Regions from separate parts of the Macaca mulatta genome. Here region 1 is linked to region 2. Evidence: chromatin contacts called from public Hi-C data. All regions are on one chromosome and are shown on one strand. Each heading gives the region's core, a stretch centred on a gene start, on an enhancer-like site or on the middle of the called end of the contact. The rest is flanking DNA. Distances are from core to core; before and after follow the strand shown.

Region 1 (2,700 bases), core at 157-2,656, 83 kb after region 2:
TAGAACCAAGAACAGTGGTCGGCTCAGTCCCCACTTCCCCCTTAGCTGCTGCCTGTGTGCTGGTGGATCTGTTTGATAGGGGTCCAGGTGTTTGAAAAACAACTCAGGGACATATGTTAAGATGTTATCTTTAGTTTCTATAGGGAACCAAACATCTGACCCTAACTTTCTTGGCTGTTATTTTTAGTTATTATTACCTTCTTGCTTATCAAGTTGTTTATTTATGTCTCAGGACTAGCTAGGTCCCTGAAATTTCTCTTGAAGGAATTCAAGATTTTCCTTTATTTCCATGCTTGGGGGGCCTGTAGGTCCCTAAAAAAGGGGTCCTTGCTCCATCTCAACTGTAATAATATCTAAAGTACAGGGTCATTGGAAGAGTAAATGGCATGGCATATGAGAAAGCTTTTGGCACAGTGCCTGGCATCTAGTGACTGTCAACAAAATAATGTCCCTTGCATTCTCTAGCTATATGACTGGCAGCCAGTAGGCAGGGGGAGGGGCTGGGTGAGGGTCTCTGGGCAGGAGCTGGTAGGAGGCTGTCTCTCCAGGCCTGGACAAAGGGAATGCAGGTGGATGGAGGGCTGGGGACACTGTGGGGAGGGTCACTGGCACATCAGGCAAATAAATGGATGTGGAAGCCTGGGGCACCCTCTGCATCTGAAAGGAGAGGGGAGCAGGGGGTGGATTTGAGGTCATCCCGGGAGGTGACGGCGTGAGAAGTGGATCTAGGACAAAATTCTGGAGAACATCGTATTTGAGTAGCTGGCTGAAGAGAAGTCAGAAAAGGAATACAGGGAGAAGCAGGAGAGGCCACATCATGCAAGCTGAGGGCATGGCTGTGGCTGGCACCGGGCACTGTGGAGCAGTCGGCAGGAAGCTTGTGTCACTGGACCAGGCTCCAAAGGTCATGGCCGTCTTTGTGGTGCGGCTGGAAAAGCAAGGGCCCAGAGGGCACCGGACAGACTGTTGAGAAGATTCAAGGTCATGGGAGGAGGGCTTAAGAAAATGAAGTGCTGTGTGCAGGTTCTATGCCTTGGGGAAGGAGCCATGGGCTGAGAGCAGCTTTGAAGTGGGGAGAGGGGAGGAAGGAGGCAAGAGGCAAAGGCTGAAGGTTTCGTGGGCGGGTCAGGCAGGGAGTTAGTGGGGGCTGCCTGGAGGGTCCCAGTTGTCTCTGAAGGAGCAAAGACTTGAGCTGCAGCTTGACGGAGGGAAAGCATTAAACAGACAGGCCAAAGGACATCGTAGATTAGGATGAGGAGGAAAAGGAGGGACGAGGTGTGGAGGTGGAAAATTGGTTAGAAAGGGAGGGGATGAATTGCGGAGAGATAGCCTGACAGCGCAGGACCAGCATGGTAGCGAGGGAAGGAGGATAGCGTATCACTGGCCAGGTCTGGTCACTCCCTAAGGGCTGGGGCCTTGCAGGCCAGGAGGTGACTCTGTGGGCCGGAGAACCCTCCCAGTGCACTCAGGTGGGGTGGCTGCCACGGGAGATGGGCAGGGCCCCTCCTTGCAGACTGGAGGCAGGGCCGAGTTGTTGAAACGGTCCCTGATAGTTTGCTTTTCTGCCTTCTCTCTCCTCCTGGATTCGTGGTTTGTTTGTTTTGGCTTCCCCTGCACCACTTCTCCCCGCACCCCACAGTCTCTGGAGACTGAGCCAGGGTCTCCATGTTGCAGTTACATCTCATGTATTTAATTTGGCCCCCTTAATAAACAGAGGGTGGAGCAGAGGCTGTGAGAGAAGGATGGAATTAAAACCACAGCCTGGAGTAATGAGATCTCCGTTTGGCCTCCTTCCCTTCTTTTCCCACTCCCAGGCTCTGCTCCTCTACCCTCCTTTCTTGGAGAGAAACACAGCTCTGCTTGCCTAATGGAAGTCAGTGGGAAAATTCTGTTCACATTCCATATATAGTCGTCACTCAGTATGTGTGGGGGATTAGCTCCGGTACCCCTCACAGATACCAAAATCCACAGATGTTCAAGTGCCTGATATAAAACGGTGTCGTGTTTGCATGCAGCCTCCTGTATCTCTTAAATCACACATCCTCCTGTATACTTTAAATCATCTCTAGATTACTTAGAATACCTAATACAATGTGAATGCTATGGAAATAATTGTTATACTGTATTATTTACAGAATAATGACAAGGAAAAAAGTCTGTACATGGTCAGTACAGATGCAGTTTTTTCCAAATATGTTCAATCCTTGGTTGGTTGAATTATGGACACAGAATCCATGGATATGGGGGCAGACTCTATAACCTTGCTGGCATAAACCCATTCCACGGTGAGAGAGCTTTGAGGAGTGGAATCTGTTTATGAATGTATTTATAATCACATTTGGATGACTGCAGGCTTGCTCTTGGGCAGAGCGAAGTTGGGCTGTAAAAAAGGATGGGAAGATTTTCCCATCAATGGAAAACTCCCTGTTTGCCCTGACCCTTAGAGAAGGGAATGGCAGAAAGCTCTGAGTGATGTGGCCTTTGGGAGACCTCATGGTAGGGAAAAGCCAGGGAGCAGATCTGAGCTGCAGGGAGACGATCTGTACAGGAACTGACTTGTAATAAAATCAAATCTCAATTCTCCAGGCTTAGCGTTTACGACTCAAGATTGGATTCTGAAGTCTCATTCGTCTTCCGGGATTCTGCTCCCCTTGGCTCTCTGATACAGAGCTCTATGGCCACTCCCTGCTAGCTTTAGGT
Region 2 (2,700 bases), core at 95-2,594:
GCTAGCTTGCTCTCCCTCTTCCCTGGGATTTAGGAGGTTAGAGGGGTTGCTAGGAGCAGGGAGGGCCAGAGGCAAAAGCTTTAGTGTGGGAGCACTTTGAGAAGTCTGGGGTGGGAGGAGAGAATCCACACAGGGTCCAGTCTAGTCAAGCAGGTCTGACTGCTGCAGGACACGGCCACAAAGGACCTTGGCTCATCTCTCAGCCAGCCAGGTCTCTGTGAGACCCTTTCTCTTCACTGCCATTCTTGGAGTGGGATGGATACAAAGGATAGAGGCTTCTGGCATCTGAATCCGGCTCTGGCTCAGTGACTCTCTGTGCTTCAAATACACTAAGCTAATCTGAGCTGGGCTCATTCCTGCATCCGGACTGCTGTTCCTCAGAACCTGGGCTTGGCCTGCTTCCCCTGTAGGATAAGTAATTGTTTTCACCTTAAGTCCTTCCTGGCATGAGATGGAGTGATATAAATGAAAGTCAGGGCTAGCTCTATGAGGGCTGGGACTGAGAGTATTCTGCTTCTCTTAGATCTGCGTGGGCAGCTTGGGCCAGGGTTTGGGGACACTGCTGGGGCTAAGGCAGATGTCTCAAAGCCTGGCTCCCAGCATGTGCCTGCGATTACCACAGCAAATGGACAGACCGGTGGCCTGATTGATTGATGGATGAAAAGGTAGGGGCTCTGAGTCCTTGTTAAGGGTTGGGCTTTTGCCCCACAGTGCACCTTGGGGAGAGAGGGTCAGCCTATCCTCCCCACTCTGTGTAGGAAGGTCTGCTTCCCTGCATGACATGGACCCCAAGAGGCCAAAAGCTCTGCACTCCTTTGAGGCCAGGCAGTCTGGCCTGAACCAGCTGGATTCCAGAGGCCCACACACCTCCTTCTTTTGCATATATCTCTGTCCGGGGTGCTGGTTTTATGTATATATTGAGGTGAGAAGGTACAAGGGGCCACGTGTGCAGCTGTGGGCTCTGAACATGGCGTTCATTTCTGCAGCCGGTGGTCAGTGGAGCGGCTCCCCCAGGGGCAAGGAACATTTTGCCAGGCTTGGATTAACTTCTGCATTGCTGAGCCCCACCCCAGCACCACATTAACTCATGAAGACATCCTGGAGTGGGGGTGGAGGAGGAGGCGGGAGGATGGTGCTGGGCACCGATTGAGAAATTGAGCCTGGATAAGGCAGCACCAAGGCTAACAGCCAGGATACAGCCCACAGCCGGTCTGCAAGGGATGGCGACATCAGTGTCTTGCTGATTCTAGTCACAAGCCACAAACCCACTGCCCTTTCCTTCGCAGCAGCTAGGATAGCTCCTGGTCGAGGGGTCCCTCTGGCTTAAGGTCCTTTAGTGACCTTCTCATGCTGCCAACACAGATTCATGACTTCAGGAAGTTCAACCTCCTCAGGGTGGCTGAGTGAACCTGGTTTTGTGGGAGTAGGCGAGGACAGACCCCAGGATCTCAGGCTGCCAAGCTGGACAAACAAGGCAGCAGGGATGCAGGCCAGTATGGCTGCGTGAACGGAGCGAGAACACGAGGAACGAGAGGCGAGTTGTACTTCTCACCTAGGAGCTCCAGGACAGCCCCTGCTATCCGCAACTTGTTCTCTTTGGAGTAACCTCCGCTCACTGCAGGGCAGCATTCAAGTCCAAAGTCCCACCCGAGGGAAAAATCACATGACCTCAGCTTATATAATCTCTCTGTCACTGAACAGCTGGAACCCAAGGCTTCTGAAGATGAGTCAGCAGCCCCAGTGGCAAATAGGACCCAGGTATTCAGTTTCCCAGACCTTTTGCTCCTAGAAACAGGTCCTGGAGCAGAGGGTAAGGGTGTCGAAGAGACTGGGTGGGTGAGAATAGGCTGGGCCAGACTCTGAGCCTCAGCCCTGGCTCTGCGTCCGAGTTGCAGGTGCCCAGCTTGCTGACTGTGCTCTGGAGGGCCCTGGGCCAACCCCTGGCTCTTCTTGGGGAGAGGAGAGGGTAGCCTGGGCAGGGCGGGGCAAGGGCTGGGCAGAGGCCAGCGGGCAGAATGCCAGGACTAGGGAGGAGCAGCTGGAGGGGTGGAGCAGAGGGGGATTAGGAAGGATTGTAGGGGTTAAAGCGCAGCCCTGGCAGGGCTCAGTGGGAACAGCTTGTCCTTCCATAGGCCCTGGGAACAGGAGAGGTGGGGCGGAGTGGGGAGATGACAGGGTTGGGACTGGGGCTCCTGGCTCTCTGCAGGGCTGAACCACCTGGACTGACTTGGAGTCCCCACTGGGGGTAGTGAATGCTTTTTTTTCCACCATCACTTTTCCTCCTCTCTGCATTTTAAGCAGAAGGTGGAGTCTCAGGAGAGGCCCTCGTTATACAAGTGCTGAGCTGCACCCCCCTGGCCTGGCATTTTGTTGGTGCTTACACAAGCATGGGGAGGGGATAATTCTGAATTTATGTGGTGCCCCCTCCCCCCCGCCCCTGCCAGCTCTGTACTCATGCTCAGCTGAGTCTGTGATATTCAAAGGTTCGTTTTGAATGTTACTGTTAATGAGGGAAAGAAGTCTGGCTAGAACCGTTCTCCCTGGTCACAGCCTGCTGTTGACCTCCCTTAATGAATGCCAGCTGTCGCTCCGGTCAGCTACCCTGAGAACCCCCTGGGACACAGGATGTACTTTTTTACCTCTGTTTCTCCCACGGGGTTGGTACGGGGGGGACTTCCTACTCTAGTCAGCTGCCAAATG

What was found. Hi-C and Micro-C count contacts between places; a contact is called where the count stands out from the background.
Region 1: a Hi-C map of sperm shows a contact between it and region 2, with 2.4 times the contacts expected there. The contact joins two enhancer-like sites. A contact is called at or near these places in 8 of 14 Hi-C or Micro-C datasets (blood, cortical neurons, fetal cortex germinal zone and 4 more).

Annotation. Positions count from the first base shown.
Region 1 is chr14:120,140,350-120,143,049 of T2T-MMU8v2.0, forward strand. The region is part of intron 6 of LOC106993502 (a long non-coding RNA gene); the gene reads left to right. Among named protein-coding and RNA genes, the nearest start is that of THY1, 41 kb to the left of the region's middle. Within about 2 kb of position 1,407, at least 5 of the 40 cell types and tissues checked have an H3K27ac peak or open chromatin away from gene starts, as enhancers often do.
Region 2 is chr14:120,057,502-120,060,201 of T2T-MMU8v2.0, forward strand. All of the region lies in intron 2 of USP2 (ubiquitin specific peptidase 2), which reads right to left. LOC106993502 (a long non-coding RNA gene) reads left to right here. Exons shown (of 8, transcript XR_013404341.1): 4 at 1-1,758. Among named protein-coding and RNA genes, the nearest start is that of USP2, 14 kb to the right of the region's middle. Within about 2 kb of position 1,345, at least 9 of the 40 cell types and tissues checked have an H3K27ac peak or open chromatin away from gene starts, as enhancers often do.